Linked DNA regions of Triticum aestivum: region 1 is linked to region 2. The links are chromatin contacts, called in public Hi-C maps. All regions are on one chromosome and are shown on one strand. Each heading gives the region's core, a stretch centred on a gene start, on an enhancer-like site or on the middle of the called end of the contact. The rest is flanking DNA. Distances are from core to core; before and after follow the strand shown.

What was found. Hi-C and Micro-C count contacts between places; a contact is called where the count stands out from the background.
Region 1: a contact with region 2 is called in a Hi-C map of leaf, with 2.4 times the contacts expected there. The contact joins the promoter of LOC123128746 here to the promoter of LOC123128742 in region 2. A contact is called at or near these places in 2 of 5 Hi-C or Micro-C datasets (both in leaf).

The regions. Positions count from the first base shown.
Region 1 is chr6A:588,998,203-589,002,836 of IWGSC CS RefSeq v2.1, reverse strand. It overlaps LOC123128746 (protein HEADING DATE REPRESSOR 1), which reads left to right and starts at 3,084. Exons shown (of 4, transcript XM_044548837.1): 1 at 3,084-3,342; 2 at 3,429-3,515. The coding sequence starts at 3,449.
Region 2 is chr6A:588,717,308-588,722,172 of IWGSC CS RefSeq v2.1, reverse strand. It overlaps LOC123128742 (protein TSS), which reads left to right and starts at 3,503. Exons shown (of 24, transcript XM_044548832.1): 1 at 3,503-3,883; 2 at 4,040-4,101; 3 at 4,727-4,819. The coding sequence starts at 3,817.

The DNA of each region.
Region 1 (4,634 bases), core at 1,835-4,334, 280 kb before region 2:
AGTTCTCAAAAAGAAAAAAAAATATGTCTTTGGTAGTAGCAGCAAGTTTTCATGAATGTGATGTACAGTACTATTTCTGGAGTAGCTTAGAACTTCTTTGTTATATAATCTTTTTAGTACGAGTAATTCAGAAAAAAAAACCTAAAGAAAAGTAGTTCAGAAAAAAAAATACTGCCGAGGTAGGCAGGGGTCTTACTCATTTTCAGACTTTTTGCCAGATTCTTTCAATCTTGGGCCGAGGTTTGGTGACGATTGCAGAAAAGTGGGAAGGTTGGCATCATGGTCTGGGCTTTGAGAGTAAGAAAAGTGCTGGGCGCACTGATGTTGTAATCTGGCACTGGAGTCCAGGCCTTGTATGCACAAGGTCTATTTGTGGCCCAGTTGTGTGAGATGCCCATGTAACGCTGAGGCGTACTGGTGTGGGGCCGAGTGAGAAAAGGCGGAGCGTACTCGGATTCCCTGACTTTGGCATTCACGCATCGCACGCGAGGTGGTGCTGGCCGGCCGGTGTGTCAGCGTCGCTTTGCCAGTGCAGCAGCATTCATTGATGACGAAACTGGGCAACGCAAACAGATGCCGGTGGTCGGTGACAACTTTTTACCCCCAAACACATTCCGGATGCATGGAGAGAGTCAAAGTTTTGTACTGTAGTAACCTTCCTCCTCTTTGGTTCTCAGTAAATTGTGTTTTGTACTAACATAATGCTACTCCTGAAAACCAAGTAAAATGGCTTGCTAAACCAAAAGCCAAGGAGCCTTTTTTCCCCTCCTCCTGAAAAACCAAAGGCCTCCTCTCGCTTTTCATCTTTTGGGACGGGTCTCAAGGAACACAAAAGCGTGCACGCTTCTTTTCATATCCCACCCCCAAAAATGCTCCCTCCCCCTGGTTTCACAAATCCGTGACGTCATCTCCCGCCTTCACAGGCTCCAAGCACAAAGCCAACTTCAACGTGTCGATCTATTCTGTTTGGGTGTAAGGCGATAAAAAACACGGCCCAACGTGCCGACACAAACGGATGGATGTCCGTTTTTGGCCACAGTTATGGCCCATATTTGGGTTTGGTTTGTGTCCTTGCGGCACGCGGTGTGACGTCCTACCTTGGCCTGCCCATATGTGGCAGACCATCCTCCCTCCCAACAAGCACCACGCCCTCTTCGCCGTCGCTGCCGCCCATTTTTGGCCTCTGTGCCACCACCCAACTCCGTCCATTCACCGGTTGCGACTCGCCACCGCCCGTAAGGTATTCGGCTATTTGTCCAACGCAATCGAGGCACATCCCTCCGTCAAGTGAGGCACAATTTCATCATGGTGGGCAGGTATGATGATTTTTTTATAACAACTTCATATGTTCATCATCGTCCGAAGAATCATTTTGACGAGGATGATGATGGTGTGATACCTGCTTTGGTTATCAATGAGCACATTGCTAGGCAACGACCAAGGTTTAAGGGATCGATCCCGAACCATGCTTCGGATTTGAGTCATAACGGAGAGAGCGGCCAATGCCTACTCTACATGATTATTTAAAGTACAATGACCCATTATTCCCTCCCAAGGTTTTCCAGTGACGCTTTCGGATGACGAGACATATGTTCAACCGTATTATGGAGGGAGTGGTAGCTATGATGATTGCTTGAAATGCAAGTATGATGCCCTTGGAAATGTTGGCTTCTCCTCTTATGAGAAATGTATTTGCGTCTGTTGGTATGCTTGCATATGGAATTCCCGATAAAATTGTGGATGAGTATGTCCGCATGAGTGAGTCCACATGCCTTGCATCATTGTACAAGTTCTGCAAATCTGTGGTTGCAGTGTTTGGCCCGAATACTTGAGAGAACTAAATGCTACGGATACAACCCGATTGTTAGCAATCAATGAATCGAGAGGCTTTTCTGGGGATGCTTGGAAGCATAGATTGTATGCATTGGAAGTGAAAGAATTGTTCATTTGCTTGGTAGGGGTACAAGGGACATGTTAAAGCTTGCACGGTCATACTTGAAGTTGTGACATCAAAAGATATCTGGATTTGGCACTCTTTTTTCAGCATGACAGGTTCTTACAATGACATCAATGTACTTCAACGCTCTCTGGTGTTCACAAGTCTTTCGAAAGGCAAGTCCCTAGCGGTTAACTTTGAGATCAATGGTCATCAATACAACAAGGGATACTACTTAGCTGATGCTATCTATCTTCACTGGTCTACGATTGTCAAGACAATCTCCAATCCGTAGGAGAGAAGAGGGTCGGGTTTGCCAAAGAACAAGAGAGTTAGGAAGGATGTGGAGCGTGCTTTTGGTATGCTTCAATCTCAATGGGCTATTGTTCGACACCCTGCTAGAACATGGAGCAAACAAAAGATGTGAGAGGTAATGACTGCTTGTGTGATCATGCTTAACATGACCGTAGACGATGAGTGTGACGACAACCTCTTTGACCAAGGGGAGATTTCCAGGGTGAAGGCGTTGAGCCCGAGAGCGGCAACGTTTGCACAGTTCATTCAATTTCACCCAAAAAATGCGTGACTAGACAACTCACTTCAAGTTCAAAACATGCAGCAACCAATAAATGTATCCGCTCTTTCATTTTTCAATGTAGTTCGCACAAATTTCAATTCATTTGGTTGTGAACCATGACATTTATTTATTATGATGTAAAACCGTGTGACTTGTTTGTTTAGTTATGTGTAATGTTTTATTTTTATTTGTTTGCCTAATTAACGCGTATAGAAATTTGGCGGAAAAAACGGTGAGCGAACCAAATGGATCGGTCGGTCGAACACACTGTCCAAAAATTCATTGATGAAGACATACGCCATTTATATATATATTTTTTAAAACGCCACATCTACAGCTGACCCAAACGGACAAAAGTGAACCAAATCGGCATCAGCGTAAGTAGGCCCTGCCTGCACTGCCCACAGAGGATCCGGAGGGGAGGAGCGCGCACGGGCACGGCTACTGGTTGTTGGCGGGCGGGTAGCCCAAAACGAAAACGCCCCTCTCTGTCTTGCTGGCGGTCAAGCGTGAACGCCGTGAGTAGCCGTCCCGTCGCCCGGGCGACAGCTACTACCGGTGCCAGAAAGCCAGCGCGTCACGTCACGGGCACGGCTGAAAGCCACCGTCAAGGACGCCAAGGAAACGGGAGTGGCTTCCAAGGCCACCGTTTTTCCTTTCTTTCTGCTAGTGGCACCAACAGCCCGCCCACGCCACGGCACAAGCACAGCCAGAAACCACGAGATAACGCGGCGCACGCGACCAAACCGCACCGAGGCAGAGAGAGCGAGAGATTGGGAGGAGCTCCGGCAGGCAGGCAGCAGGAAGTCGAGCCGAGGAGCCACCGGAGGTGAGCTGAGCTCCTGACCATTTCGTCCTTACTGACGCAGGATTTCGGTAGCTGATGTATATTTGCGCTCTTGTCTTGGGCTGCAGTGACCTGCCGGCCGGGGAGCATGGAGGAGCCGTCCATGGCCGACCCGCCGCGGATCTTCTGGAAGTCCAGGAGGAGGCCGTCGTCAGGTAGGGGTGCTCTGCTCCTTCTTGCTGCTTCAAATCCTTTGAGCAAACGTCTTCAACTCTTGAATCCATCCTGATTTGAACCGCTTCGTTTTAAAAAAGAAGAGGATATTGTTCCTTTACAAAGAAAGGAGCCTGTCCGTCCTTCAGCCATTCCCTCTTCTCTCCCACAACCGTATTGCCGGTTTCGCCAAATTTCAGTCCAGATCTCGGCAAAGGCTCCCCTCATGCTTTCTCTCTCTCTCTCTCTCTCTCTCTCTCTCTCTCTCTCTCTCTCTCTCTCTCTCCTGGGAATTAATTTTGAAATTTGCTCCTGCCATTTCTTTCTTGAAAATTATCACGAAGTCTTACACCAATTCGATTTACAGCCCAGAATCTCCCTCTGTTCCTCGATTCTTCGTTAGCTTCCTCTGCCTCTGCCTCTGCCTCTGCAAAAATTAGTGGCTTCTTCCTTTTTGTTCGTCGGTTCTTTCTAGGATGTTCATCCGTCTTCGCACGGCACCAGACCTGACGGCCTGAAACATTCCAGCAGTGAGATATTGCGTGAGGAAATGGATTGACAATTGCCACCTCACGTAGACGAATCACGAATATACAACTACCAATACGAGTAAGAAAATCGCAGTTTCCGCCCACACGTTAGTCACGCGGCTGCCCGGCGCAACTGATTCTTCGATGTATATTTATAATCAATTAATCAACGGCCTCGCGCAAGCAAGGTCGTTCAGAGCTTCAGACCTTGGTTAGTTTGGGGGTAATTTCTCACAAGGGGGGTGGGTGGGTGCTGTGCTGCTGTAGTGCCCCAATTGCCTAGCCTTGCTTGCCGTTGCCGGCAAGATCTCTGCGGGCCGGCAGCTGCAGCAGCTACCCAGTAGTGGTCGTGGTCGTGGTCGTGCGAATATGCTCGCGCCAAGAAACCGTATCCCTTTCAGTAATTTGCTGTTGTTGGGTTTCACTTTTCAGTAATTTCACAGCGCTGCTATGCACACGACAAAATCAAGCCGATGCTTGCACGACGCTATGGTTAGAACCGTCCATGCATAGAAGAAATTGTAGCCCAGCCGCTGATTTACTGTCGTCCACAAATCGTCCAAGGAAACGTCGTCCGTATAGTAGTTTCGT
Region 2 (4,865 bases), core at 2,254-4,753:
GTTCGAGAACTATGTAGACATGACCGAGACACGTCTCCGGTCAATAACCAATAGCGGAACCTGGATGTTCATATTGGCTCCTACATATTCTACGAAGATCTCTATCGGTCAAACCGCATAACAACATACGTTGTTCCCTTTGTCATCGGTATGTTACTTGCCCGAGATTCGATCGTCGGTATCTCAATACCTAGTTCAATCTCGTTACCGGCAAGTCTCTTTACTCGTTCCGTAATGCATCATCCCGCAACTAACTCATTAGTCACATTGCTTGCAAGGCTTATAGTGATGCGCATTACCGAGAGGGCCCAGAGATACCTCTCCGACAATCGGAGTGACAAATCCTAATCTCGAAATACGCCAACCCAACAAGTACCTTTGGAGACACCTGTAGAGCACCTTTATAATCACCCAGTTATGTTGTGACGTTTGGTAGCACACAAAGTGTTCCTCCGGTAAACGGGAGTTGCATAATCTCATAGTCATATGAATATGTATAAGTCATGAAGAAAGCAATATCAACATACTAAACGATCAAGTGCTAAGCTAACGGAATGGGTCAAGTCAATCACATCATTCTCCTAATGATGTGATCCCCTCATGTCTATGGTTAGGAAACTTAACCATCTTTGATTAACGAGCTAGTCAAGTAGAGGCATACTAGTGACACTTATGTTTGTCTATGTATTCACACATGTATTATGTTTCCAGTTAATACAATTCTAGCATGAATAATAAACATTTATCATGAAATAAGGAAATAAATAATAACTTTATTATTGCCTCTAGGGCATATTTCCTTCATGTAATACTATAACATGGCCATTTCTCTTTCTTTATTGGTCACGTGGGAGGGCATTTTCCTTTTCCAGCCTGGGGTTTTTCTTTTCTTGTCATTCCGTTTTTCTGTTTTCTTTAAATACTTCTGCCAAAACAAAAAAATAAACAAAAAGTAAAAAACAACACAAGCCAGCCCAAATCAGTCAAGCTCACAAAAAAGAGAAGACAGAAGGCAACCGAGCCCACAAACTAGCCCAACAAGTGAACAACGGAAAACCAACGGCAGAACCAGCGATCAAACATGGCGATCACACGTGGGTGACGTCATTCAACAAGTGAGCGAAGTCTCAGTCGACTGAGGCCTAGACGGTCACATTTTCAGTTGCTTCTAAATGATCCCATGATCATCGAAATTGAAGTTTCCGTGACCAAGTTATGCTTGTTTTAGTATCATGTCATTTGTTGTCCTCGGATATTCGGTACAAACCGGAGCTCCGGTGTCCTGGGACTAGAAGGTGTCCAGAAAAATGCTTCTCTAGGACCAGATGACCTCGATGTGGCTGTCTACCTCTTGGCTTGGAAGTGTTTAAGAGATGATGTTACTAGGTTTGAGTGTCGGTGTTGGAGATGCCCTTAGTTTTATGTAATCTCATGGCTAATTATCGGTATCCAAACAACCACTTAGCTAATTGAGCTAGCTCATGAGCTACCGTATTGCAACCCCCCTGTTGCAATCACTAGATTCCCCACACGTGAACGATCAGAAACTTTCATTGATTTGAGAATCGTATATTTATACAGGAATTTGAGTCGCATCGAATAGGCTCCTCTACAGATATATGCGTCGGTACGACGCTTGAACACTAATAACCGACTAATGACAGTCGAAATGATGGTTCGCTAATAAGTCTAACAAAACACTCTCCAAATTCCACTTCTTCCTTAACCATAGTAGCATTATTAGTACCCACCAGAATCCCTCCCGACCTACCTCTGGATGGTGAAATATTCCAATCAAAACTTTCCTGTCCACCCAACTCAGACAATTCTACCGAATTAAACTCAGTTTCCATTGTCTCTTGGATGCCCACAAAGTCAAGACTGTTTACATTGATATGATCTTTGATAAATTTCTTTTTATCCTTATCACCAATACCTTTACTATTCCATATTAACCCCCTCAACATTTTTATAATTACCCTCTTTTCTCTTTTATATCTTTTTCCTCAAAAAATAGAAAAAAAACTGACCCGAGTGAAGCAGAAGGTAGGGAAAAGGGAATATTTCAACTAGTGATTATTCTTCCTTTTCCTGTTTCCAACGCAACTAATGACAGTGCCTAATGACGGTTTGCTAATGACATCCTTCGTAACTGTCGGTTCGTAACACAAACAACCACTTAGCTAATGGGGCTAGCTCATGAAGTCATGAGCTACCCATATTGCAATCCCCGTTGCAATCACTAGATTCCCCACACGTGAATGAAATTCGGTTGCTGCTCACTCATTCAAATCTCTTTCACTTTTTACAGAATTCACAAGTCTCGTACAGTTGAACGCCCCGCCGCTTCCCCTGCTACCCAAAATAACTCTACCGTCAGCTTGCCCGAAACGCAGTGAGCTCCAAACCCAACCGGAGCCCCACGGCCCCGCCCCAAGGGGACGGCACACGGGGCTCGCTCGCCCGCCCCACGGCTGTACCGGCCGGCCGACCGGCGCGGTCAGAAATGGGTGGACGCGTCGCGTCGAGCGGGATAGTGAGATAGCCGGAGAGCTGGTGGCCGCGCTGCAGATAGGACACGGAGGCGTGGAGGCTCGGAGATTGGGTGAGATGGGGATTGGCTCCGGGGTGACGAGATGAGGGGGCGGCCTCTGGCCATTGGTTCTGGTTCCCTCTCGGGATGCCGCCAAATCCCCTGAGCCCCGTCGCTCTCCCCCGTGGCCAGCGCGCCCGCCCGCCCGCCCGCGCGTACACTGCACTGCGGTGCAGCTGGGGACGCTCTGCGCCATTGGTTTCGTACCGTCCAGACCTTCTCTACTGACTGGAGTTTACTAGCACTTCAGTTATTGAAGGTTTGGAAACCTCTGTCAGTACGGTTCAAGTAACGCCCGGATGAATCTATGATGAATTTATTACTGTGCTCTCTCACCTTGTATTTAGCCTGATACAATTTTGACATCACTAGTTCTTTTAATCGAGAGAAGGAGAAGAAGAAGACATCACTAGTAGTTCTTGGATCCAACATTTTCGTGGCGTACGTTATTCGTACACGGATGGCGGTAAAAGAACTCTCACCCGCGTTCTAGAGCCCCTCCAGGCGCCGTGAATGGAAAACCTGCAAGTGGATAATTATGCGCCATGAGTTTTTTCAGATAAGCAAAAGTTGCTCCAGAAGAACCGGCGAAATACATGTCATCGCACATGAGAAAGTAGAATTAACAAAAAAACACCATTCTTTTCGCCATATCAGCTCGTTTCTAATGTTAGCCACTAATCACTTGCACAGACACATGAAACTGCACGCACACACTCATAAAAACTTCACCATTTGGCCGACAGAAGACTCGTGCCCAGCCTCCCCTGCTCTCTGTAACCACAACATTTTGCATCCACTATTCCTCTTTTATTCCCAGACTGGAGTAATCTCAACATTCTATCCACTATTCATATTCACTCGCTCGCTCCCTTTGCTGCGCTCTTGTCCTCTTCCCACTCCGCCTGCGCCTTCAACTTCAGGTTCACAGAGCCAGTGGAAGCTGTTCAGCTCAGCTCAGCTAGCTAGCTCGTAGCAGCATCTAGGCGCTGCTATATATCACCTTATCCTCTCTCTAGCCCACCTCTCTCGCTCGCTCGCTCGCTCGCTCCCTCGCTATCTCCTCTCCTCTTCACCATCTAAATGCCAAGAGCACGGTAGCTACCTTGAGAAGTTCAGATTCTCATTCCGTTGGGAATTTCGGGATAGAAACTGCAAGCGAGCCGTCGAGGTTTGTGGAAGCAGCAGCAGCAAGCTAGCGTTGCGAGGGCCGGGCGGGCGGCATGGCGCCCAAGGCGGGGAAGGCCAAGCCCAAGGCCAAGGGCGACAAGAAGAAGAAGGAAGAGAAAGGTGCGTGCGTGCGCTAGTTGTAAACTCGATTCTCCTACTCTGTAGAATTCAAATCTTTGCTGAATTGCAAGTTCAGAAGATGATGAGTTTTTGCCGATTTTCAATCGGTTCTGAATGATTTTGTTTGTGAATGAACGTACGTGTAAATTGATGCAGTTCTGCCGACGGTGCTGGACGTGACCGTGGAGGCGCCGGACTACACCCACCTCACGCTCAAGGTGAGAAGACCGACCGCCCCGCCCCGCCTGGCTAAGCTTATCTTCTTCCCTCCACGAGGTTTTACGTGGGGAGAGGAGAGCTCCATCAGTTACGGCCCACGCGATATATACGCCTTTGGCATTTTCTTATCTTCCTTTTGCGCCTGCGGCCGTGCATTCCTACCGTTTGTCCTTCTTCCGCTATGCACAACAATCTCATCACGTGCTTAGAATTCACGCTCGTATTTACACGTTCACACAAAAAAAAACCACGGAAAGATTTAAATTCGGGGCACAAACTCTGCCAAACTCTATGTAAAAAGGAGCTCCCAAATTTCAAAACAAAATGGTCCACAAAACAACATCCGTGCCATGCATGCCAGGTGGAACACCGTACAGTTGGAGCAGGTTAATTAGAGGTCCAAGTGACTTCCGAAACATTTTTGCTTAGTTTTGACCCAGTTTACTAAAATTAACCGAGCAACTCTCTTTTTGCTTATTCCCGCAAAAAAAACCTCTTCTGCTTAATGGATGAATTGATGAAACAAACTTTTTGCCTCGGTTTAAACAAAATCACCATCGGAGTAATAATAAGCTAGTAAGAGAAATGAGCAACCAATGCATATGCGCCTTCTTGCACTTTCAGGGCATATCGACGGACAGGATCCTCGACGTGCGGAAGCTCCTGGCCGTCCACGTGGACACCTGCCACATCACCAGCTTCTCCCTCTGCCACGAGGTACACGTCACAGACCCGAGCGGCTGAAAACTGCTTCAGAGTTCGA